2 separate regions of the Canis lupus genome follow, and region 2 is linked to region 1. A link is a contact called in public Hi-C data. All regions are on one chromosome and are shown on one strand. Each heading gives the region's core, a stretch centred on a gene start, on an enhancer-like site or on the middle of the called end of the contact. The rest is flanking DNA. Distances are from core to core; before and after follow the strand shown. Region 1 holds the start of FOXO3 (forkhead box protein O3). Region 2 overlaps FOXO3 (forkhead box protein O3).

Evidence for each region. Hi-C and Micro-C count contacts between places; a contact is called where the count stands out from the background.
Region 2: a contact with region 1 is called in a Hi-C map of skin fibroblasts, with 2.7 times the contacts expected there. The contact joins the enhancer-like site here to the promoter of FOXO3 in region 1. A contact is called at or near these places in 2 of 9 Hi-C or Micro-C datasets (liver and skin fibroblasts).

What each region holds. Positions count from the first base shown.
Region 1 is chr12:65,900,092-65,904,721 of UU_Cfam_GSD_1.0, reverse strand. It overlaps FOXO3 (forkhead box protein O3), which reads right to left and starts at 2,499. Exons shown (of 3, transcript XM_038554880.1): 1 at 1,870-2,499. The coding sequence starts at 2,484.
Region 2 is chr12:66,002,333-66,006,962 of UU_Cfam_GSD_1.0, reverse strand. FOXO3 (forkhead box protein O3) reads right to left here. Exons shown (of 3, transcript XM_038554880.1): 2 at 1,136-2,571. The coding sequence ends at 1,171. Among named protein-coding and RNA genes, the nearest start is that of FOXO3, 100 kb to the right of the region's middle. Within about 2 kb of position 2,237, at least 6 of the 20 cell types and tissues checked have an H3K27ac peak or open chromatin away from gene starts, as enhancers often do.

The DNA of each region.
Region 1 (4,630 bases), core at 1,250-3,749:
AAAATATTCCAAACCCCTATATCCATTTTCTTAGATCCTGCAACTCCCCCCTTTCTGATGCTGTACCTTGAGATTAACCCTTGCTATTCACTTTGAAACTCTGTTTTAAAAGATATCACAGTAGCACTTCCTCGAAATGCTATTCACTCTCAAGCTTTCTGTAAATGGCCCTCATATCACACAACTGGCATTCCTTTGCAAAGCTGTAAAATTAGAGCAAATGTAAGATTCATAATGTCAGCATTTGTTAAAGGAAAGGGGACAGATATGTGGAATAATTTTAAAGCACAGTTTTGCTTTTAAAGTATCTCAGCAAGTCCTCTCCAATACTAGCCAATATGAAATTAAAAAAAAAAAAAAACAGATACTTTGTAAGGGTTTTGTTTTGGGTTTTTTTTTTTTAAGGAAATGAAGACAATACACAAAATTCTTTAGTTTTTTCACATATAGGTTCCTCTCCAGTGCTCCACCAAGATTAAACTATTCTTACTGAATACACCTACTGGAACCCAAGAAGATACAGGGCTCCCCAAAGACAGTAAGGAAAGGACAAAATGAGGAAGGAACTACCTCATTAATTAAAAAAAAAAAAAGCTAACTTGCAAAGAGAAGCAACTGATAAGCCATATGTATCTCCAACTGCAAGCACCCTTCTGCCTGGTACTGACACATTCACGTCTTGGGGAAAGAGGCCAGGAGGATGAGGTGCCAGGAAGAGCAAAGCAGCTGGGTATCAGCAGCCCAGCAGGGGCACAGGAGTTAATCTGTTTGGATGCCCAACTGCAGGAAGTCATTACATCATAGGCCTTTCCACACCTCTCTCCTACCACGTGTCCAGTGCCCCGAGAGGCTGAAAAGGAACAGTAGAGAGCCTCTCTTCTGGCTCATTTATAGGCAGAAGCCATTATGACCCAGCCCCGCCACCACACCTCCCTCCCAAAGGCCTAGGTGAAGCTCCAGGCCTCAGCCCTCCACACCTGGACCGGGCCTCAAACAGCGCCGGAGTCCAGGCCTCGGCGGGAGCAGCAGGTGTGGCCAGTCCTTCAGGTGGCAGGGCTGGCCCGCTCCGGGACTCGAAACATCCCAAGTTGGGGGGCGGGGGGGGGGGGACAGATTTACTGCAGAAACATCTCTAAGGAGTAAAGGTGTCCACACAGGCAACCAAAAGAAAGAAAGAAAAAGAAAGGCAGCCAGGGGAAAAAAAAAAAAAAAAAAAAAAAGGTTTGCAACCACTGCTTTTTTTAATGGGATCGCTGTGCCTGCGGGAACCAACACCCACAAGCCAGAAACTTCGACGCAAGGGGTTTTTTTTTTCTCATGCAGCTCTAACGACGACGACCATGCACTGCAAAGCACAAATCCATCCCCTTCCCCGGAGGAGCCCCAAGCACTCCCCCACGTCCTCTCACTGCACCCGCGGGGCCTTCCCCGCATCCCCACGACGGTGATTCCTGCTTCGAAGTTGGCCGCAGACCTACCTCCTCCGTGCCGTCCCGGGGATCCAGCAAAGGCTCTGCCGTCCGCCGGTCCTTCCCTCGCCGGCATCCCTTGCCCCCTCTCCTCCTCCTCCTCCTCCTCCTCCTCCTCCTCCTCACCTGGCCATGCCCGAGGCCTCCCCGGGGTGGGGGGGCGCCTCCTTTCCCGCCCCACCCTCCGCGGCCGACCCCAGGTTCCCCTCCTCCGGGGAGGGGAGGGGAGGGGAGGGGAGGGGAGGGGGGTCGCACGGGTTCCCCCGAAACCTCACAGCGGAGGCGCTCGCTGCCAACCCCTCTCCCGGCGCCCGCGGGCGCGCTCCGCGGGATGCAGGCGCGCGTCGCCCTGCGCAGGAGGCCCGGCGGGTCCGGCCGCCCGCCCGGGGTGGGTACGCACCTTCCACCCCGCCGAGCTGTTGCTGTCGCCCTTATCCTTGAAGTAGGGCACGCAGCGCACCATCCACTCGTAGATCTGGGACAGAGTGAGCCGTTTGTCGGGCGAGCTCTCGATGGCGCGAGTGATGAGGTCGGCGTAGGACAGGTTGCCCCAGGCGTTGCGCCGCGACGAGCACTTCCTCGGCTGCCCCGAGCCCCCGGCCGCCCCCGGCTGCGGCGGGGCCAGCGCCTGCGGAGGCTGCGGCGGCGCCTGGGTCCCCCCGCTCGGCGCGCCCGCCGCGGGGCCCGGCGCGGCCCCGGGGTCCTGCCCCCCGGGAGCCCGCAGCCGGGCCGCGTCTTCGAGGAGCAGCCCGGAGCCCAGCGCGCCGCCCCCGCCGCCGCCGAGCGCCATGGCCGAGCCGGCCCTACCGCCGTCCTCGTCGTCGTCGTCGTCGTCCTCTTCGGGGATCATCGAGTCGGCGGCCGTCTCCCCCGAGGGCTTGGCCGGGCTCCCCTGCAGCTCCGGCCTCTGCAGGGGCCACGTACAGGAGCGCGGCCGGCTCTGGGGCTCGAACTCGGGGTCCAGCTCCACTTCGAGCGGGGAGAGCGGGCCCGGGGAGGCCGGCGCCTCTGCCATCTTCCCCGCCCGCCCGCCCGCCCGCGGCTCGGGCTCTCGGGCTCTCGGGCTCTCGGGCTCTCGCGCTCCGCTCTCGCGCCGGGGCGGGGTGCGGCGGGGGAGGCCCGGGGGCGCCGCGGAGGCTCGGGCTCCCGGGAGCCGCTGCCGCTCCTGCCGCCGCCTGGGGAAGCACGGAGGAGAGAGTTGGTTACCCGCGCGGCAGCCCAGCCCTCGGCCACCCCGCGCCCGCCGCCGCCGCCGCCGCCGCCGCCGCCGCCTCCCGGAGACAGGCAGACCTGGAGACGTGCGTCCCGCGGACCTGGCGCAGCAGACACCGCCCCCTGCCAGGCCGCGGGGAGCCGGGAGCGAATGGACGCGCTCGCGCGGGGCCGCCGGCTCGGCAGGTCTCTCCCGGGCGAGGTGGCGGGGCGGGGAGGAGGGGGAGGGGCGGGGCGGGGGAGGGGCGCGGGCCGCGCCTTTAAAGCGGGCAGCGGCCGGGGCTGGCGCAGCCGAGCCGCGGTCGGAGCCGGGGCGGGCGTGCGTTTGTTTATGTTTCGCTCGGGCCCCGCGCGGGTGCTTCCCGCGGCGCCTTCCGCTCCGCCCCGCGCCCCGCGCCCCGCGCCCGCCGCCCCCGCGCCCCCGTGGACTCCGCTCTCCGCGCCCAGGGGCCAGGGGCCCGGGCTCCGGGGGGCGGCGCGGGGCCAGGAGGACGAACGTGGGTCCGGGCGCGGACGGGCTCTTGTCACTTCCAGAAAAGAAAAAAAAAAAAAAAAGACCAGACGGGAAGCGAGGAGGGGAGGATCGGGGGTGGGGGTAGGGGCGGGGCGGGGCGGGGGGCAAGCAGCTCGGCGGGTGTTTGCAAAGGGTCGAGCCAAGCGGGAACGACCACTTTGGGGTTTTGTGTGCTTCGGTTTGCGGGCGGGCGTTGGACCCCGCACCCCCCCACCCACCCCCCTTCCCGGGAAAGGGCAGGGGGAGGGGGCGAGTCGGAACGTAAATCTTCCAACAGGTCAGGAAGCGCCAAGTCTCCCGGGCTGCCAGAAAACCCGGACCCGCACGTTCATCACCTCCTTGCTCCCGCTGCTGCCATCTTGACAGTTTTCCCCCCTTCACTCAAGTCCTTTAAAAACAGCAGCGGGAGGGAAAGGGGGGCGCGCACACCGAGTCACGGGGAGGGAAAAGGGAAGCGCCTGGCCCGGCTCGGAAGCAGATCCGGAGTCACCGGGAAGGCGACCGCCCCGCTGCACAGCTCCGGCGCCTACCTCGGTTGCTTCCCTTCAGGGACGAGGGGGGAGGACGCACGACTCCGCGCGGGCCCGGGGCGCGGCGAGGAGGGGGCGCGCAACCCCGGCCACCGAGAGGCGCTCCGGCCGCCGCCGCCGCAGCCCGCCCGAGGACCCGCCTGTCAGCCTGCGCGCCGCCGCCTGGCACATTCCTCCTCCTCCTCCTCCTCCCCTGCACGAGCTGGGCGGCCGCGGCAGCAGCACAAAGTTATAGACACACGCAGGGTGCCTCAACCTAGGCTGACGGCGGGCGGGTCCCCGCCCAGGGGGAGGGCTGGGCGGCGGGCCGGGTGTGCTGGGTGCGTGCGTGCGTGCGTGTGTGTGTGTGTGTGTGTGTGTGTGGCCGTGTGCTCGCGCGCGCCTGCGCGGCCGGGCTCCGCGGGGCTGCGGGCGTGGGTGTCGGGGAGCGCGCGGCGGGCCGGGACCAGGCGGGCTCCCGCAGCCCCCGCCGCCGGGCTCCTCCTCCTCCTCCTCCTCCTCCTCCTCCTCCCTCCCGGGAGCCTCAACGACAACAAAGCGCGGCGCTGGGCCCCGGAGAGGGAGCGGGCGGCGGAGCCCCGGACGCCCGGCCGGCGCCGACGCGTGGCCACCGAGCCTCGGGGCAGGGCGCCTGGCACCGGGGGGTCCCCGGCGGGCGCGTCCGTGCGCGCGGCTCTGCGGCCGCCCTGCTGTCCCGGGTCCCCGCTAGAATCGGACACCGCGCAACGGCCGAGATAGGGGCTGCCCGCAGATCGCGGGGAGCAGGACCACGGCGGGCACACGCTGCCGAGCGGAGGCGGCGGGGCCCCCGGGACTCCGGTACACGGATGCCCTGGGGCTCCATCGGGCACCCCGAGCCCTGCAGCCGAGCCCTGCCCTCGCAGCTCCCTCCCAGACGCGGTGGG
Region 2 (4,630 bases), core at 988-3,487, 100 kb before region 1:
AAATTAGGAAAAACTACCACAGTTCAAGCCATTCAAGAAATATGGATTCTAGGTCCAGCTGTGTGACGTTTGATAAACTACTTAACCCTCTTGGGCTCCCTGCTTACTCATCTGTCAGTCAGTATGTTTACCTAATTACACTATACATATTTCAGCCCACTGCAGTTTTACAAAGTACTTTCACATACTTCAGGGCATTTGATTCTCATAATAATCCTGTGAAGGAACAAGGGGGCAATTATTCTCTCCTGATAATTTCTAGCCAGAAAGTAGTAGCAGTGGAACTGAACCCTTGATTTCCGATTCCAATAAAATGTTTCTCTTACCACATCATGTTGTATGATCTTTCAGGTTCCAACAGTATTAAAATGCCACAATTAAAAAAAAAAAAATCTCTGCTCCCAATCCATGTCACTGTTTGGAACCTGCTATCACTTGTACTTCAGGGAACGAGAAGCACATGAGCACATGCTCTCCTTCTCACATAAAAACTGTTTTCAACTCAAATCCTTTGCTATTTTAAATGCTTAAATGCTGAACACTTAATCAATAAAGATGATTAGGACTATGGTGAAGAATCTAACAGATCTCACCTTCGGTGGAAATACTCATGTATGAAAGAGTCAGAATATATTTTCTACAGTTAAATTAAAGTACCTATGAATTATTACTTTACTGAAAAAAAGATGAAGAAACCACAACGTCGAAGATCAACAATGGCAGTGTTGGACCTGAGGGTCTGAGAATGTTCTCTGGCTGGGTCCTTAACCTTGAAGTTTGTGTGACTTAAGGACCCCTCCCTCCCCTTCCATCCATCCTCATCCATACATCCAGTAGGGAGACCTGTGTCATGGATAAGCAAGGGTGACTGGATACAAAGAAGAATAAAATCTCTGAATGTGTGTATGTTCTTTTTACTGGCAGTAAAATTCCTGAGCTGTCAGCAAATTGTGGGGAGGGGCACTTGATGGCCCCGTTTGACTTGGAGATGAAATGGTTGGGAGCCACATTTCTGTGTACCACTGCTCCATGGTCCTCTATTTCTCAATGTGGAGGAAAGTTCAAAGTAAATAAAAGTCAACCTCCCCCCATCACCCCCACTTTGTTATTAAATGCCATAGCACTGGGCACTGACCTGCTTTGCCCACTTCCCCTTTCCTCAGTGATCCTTCAGCCTGGCACCCAGCTCTGAGATGAGGCCTGCTTAGCACCAGTGAAGTTCCCCACGTTCAAACCAACAACATTCTGTGTGGAGATGAGGGAATCAAAATTAAAATCCAACCCATCAGCATCCATGAGTTCGCTACGGATAATGGACTCCATGTCACATTCCAAGCTCCCATTGAACATGTCCAGGTCCAAGTCGCTGGGGAACTTCTCATGGCCCATGACGGGAAGGTTTGCACTAGTTGAGTACAAGGAGGAGCCTGAGAGAGAGTCCGAGAGGGTTTGCATAGACTGGCTGACAGGAGACTGTTGCTGGTGTTTAACCGACCCAAGGCTGCTGGAGTCGCTCAAGCCCATGTTGCTGACAGAATTCGACAAGGCACGGCTGCCACCGAGAGCACCCTGGGTTTGGTGCTGGTGGTGGAGCAAGTTCTGATTGACCAAACTCCCCTGGTTAGGCTGGGCGGCAAAAGACATCATTGGGTCATTTCGAAGCATCACGTTCCGGCGGGAGTTCTGGGCGGACACAGCGGTGCTGGCCTGAGACATCAAGGGGTCCGACTGGGTCATCATGACATCGCTGTGGCTGAGTGAGTCTGAAGTGAGCAGGTCCTGGAGTGTCTGGTTGCCATAGTGTGACATGGAAGAGAAGGTAGCTGGCTTGTTCTCTTGGATGGTCTGCATGGGAGACTGGCGCAGGGAATTCAGAGACGAGGGTCCGAACACCGTGCTGTTAAAGGAGCTAGTTGGAGAACCCAGGCCGGAGCCCTTGGTGGTATATGGGAAGCTAGAGCTCCGCTGCATGAGCCCTCCAGTGGGCGATGGCTGGGACGATGGGAGTGTGATGTTATCCAGCAGGTCATCCATGAGGTTGTCAGAGAGCCCATCATTCAGATTCATGGTGCCTGCCATGTCGGTCAGCCGTGGTAGCTCCACAGTGCATGGCTTACTCACAGAGGGTGAGAGGCTAGCTGAGCTGCTGTAGAGCATGGGGGAGAGTGGTGCGTCATCATCCTGGACGTCATCCAACTCCGTGCTTGCCAAGATGGGTGACAGGCGGCCACTGACAGTGCTGGCATTAGAATTGGTGCGCGAGCGGAAGTCCGTCCATGCATCCAGCTCATCGCTGCTGCGTGACGTGGGGCTGCCGGGCCACTTGGAGAGCTGGGAGGGACTGTCATCTGCTGACTCAGGGGCTGTCTGCAGGGCTGCCTTCTTCTTGGCTGCACGGCCACGGCTCTTGGTATACTTGTTGCTGTTGTCCATGGAGACAGCCCGCCGCCGGGGTGCCTTCCCGCTCTTTCCCCCATCAGGGTTGATGATCCACCAAGAGCTCTTGCCAGTCCCCTCATTCTGGACTCGCATGAACCGACTGTGCAGTGACAGGTTGTGCCGGATAGAGTTCTGTGGAGAGAAAGGAAAATGAAGAATATGAGAAAAAAATGGCCCCAAGGTAGGCACCCAGAGAAGTAGTCAATCATGCTCATTTTTTTTGGGGGGGGGGGCTCCTTAATTTTGGAGATTAAAAAAAAAGATAAACATTTGTATGATATGCCCCCAACCAGGTTGGAATTCAATGACAACACGGTAAATACACACCAAGTTTGAGGTTTAGGAGGTAGGAGATGGTTTTGTATCCAGGAGATGCTGGAATGTTTAAGTTCAATGATGCTGTTTTCCCCAAATTCCTAAATTTTGTTGTCCTTTCTGTAATTGCATTTCCTATACCTATACTAAAGTTCACACTTATAATTTATTACCACTGCACTCTCTCCCTGCACTTTGCAACAAACCTCCCTGGCTCTCTAAGGGTAATTAATCACTTGGCGGGGGGGAGGGGGGGGGGCATTTTATTCTCTTACGGTTTTCTCCTCTGCTAGTATAAAGGCAGCATCCACCTTTTCTCAACCACATCTAATAAACTCAGAACTGGTGTGAATTGTTACCAATCCTTTCTTCGACGTCATCTCTTCCTGCCACAGTTTCACACCTGTCCAACAGGCATAAGAAAAAATGGTAGAGTAGGATTCACTGAGTTGACGGAATAGGTTAAGTCTCCCACTCAGAACAATTCTGAATTGTTTATATAGATACCCTCCCTCGAGGCAATGGTCTGAGCATAGTAACTTCCTTCCAAAGAGTATAGTATAGAAAGGAGAGGCAAAAGTAACTTTACAGCGGAGAAACAAACACTATCTCCGGTCATCAAGATCAACATCATTAAGGCTAAGTCATGTTGATTACATTCTTGACATGATAAAAATGGCACCCTCGTTTGTAGTCTTCGTTCCAAAACCCATCACCCCAGTCTAATTATGAGAAAAAAACATTAGACAAATCCCAATTAAGGGACATTTTAAAAATGCCTATTCAGGACTCCTCCAAACTGTCAGACCCATGAGGAATCTAAGGAAAAATGATGACTAAATGTAAGGTGTATCCTGGATGGGATGCTGCAACAGAACAAGAACATTAGGTAAAAATGAAGGAAATGTGAATAAATATGGGTTTCGGTTAATAACAATATATCAATTTGGGAACATTAATTGCGACAAATGTACCAAATTAACCATAGATTAAGATAAGATGTTAACACAGGGGAAACTTGATGCTGAGTATATGAGAACTCTGTTCTAGTCTTGTAACTTTTCTGTAAATCTAAAACTATTCTATATTAAAGGGTTAAAAAAAGAAATTGGCAAAATATCATCAAAATCCCAACAAATTGCAGCCACCTTGCAAGATCCTCCTCTTGGCTTGGCAGATAAGCTTGGTTGGCTAGGATGACCCAGATCCAGTCCTATCTCTGCTACGGATCAACCATGTGACCTTGAGCAAATCATTTAAGCCATCTGCAACAACTTTACTTCTCTATCTTCATTATTGCCATAATAACATCCAAACCATCCCTCCCTGACAGGGATGATGTAAGAATGATATATGATAATATACTTCAGGAACCAGTCATGCTACCAAGTCAGGGAGTTCTTATTGCTATAATAAAACAGAGTCCATGGTGGGAAGAGCTCATCACCTGATGTGGACTCTTCTAATCTATAAAATGCCTCAGGTGCAGTAAAAGAGAGGAGTTGGTGGTATTCTCCACATCTGCAACAGCACCTACAGGCCAGATCAGTTTTTATTTGCAAATTAAAGACAAAAGGTATTGCCTGATGCTATATATTAAATACAAACAATCCTAAAAGTTACCATAGTTTTCAAAAAATTGGCAATCACCAACTGTATTTATGTAGAAGATGCAAATACATGTGTTCTACCAGAATGTTTCTAAAACACAGAAAGAGAGCAGAATTTTACCATAAGTAATAAATCAAAATACTCAGTATTTGCCATGTATATGTTCCCATGCAAGAAGGGCCTCCAGTTCAGGCTGGGCAATGAACATTAACAACCATGGGTCATATGTTGGCACTTCTATGATGGCCATAAAGAGACCTCTGAG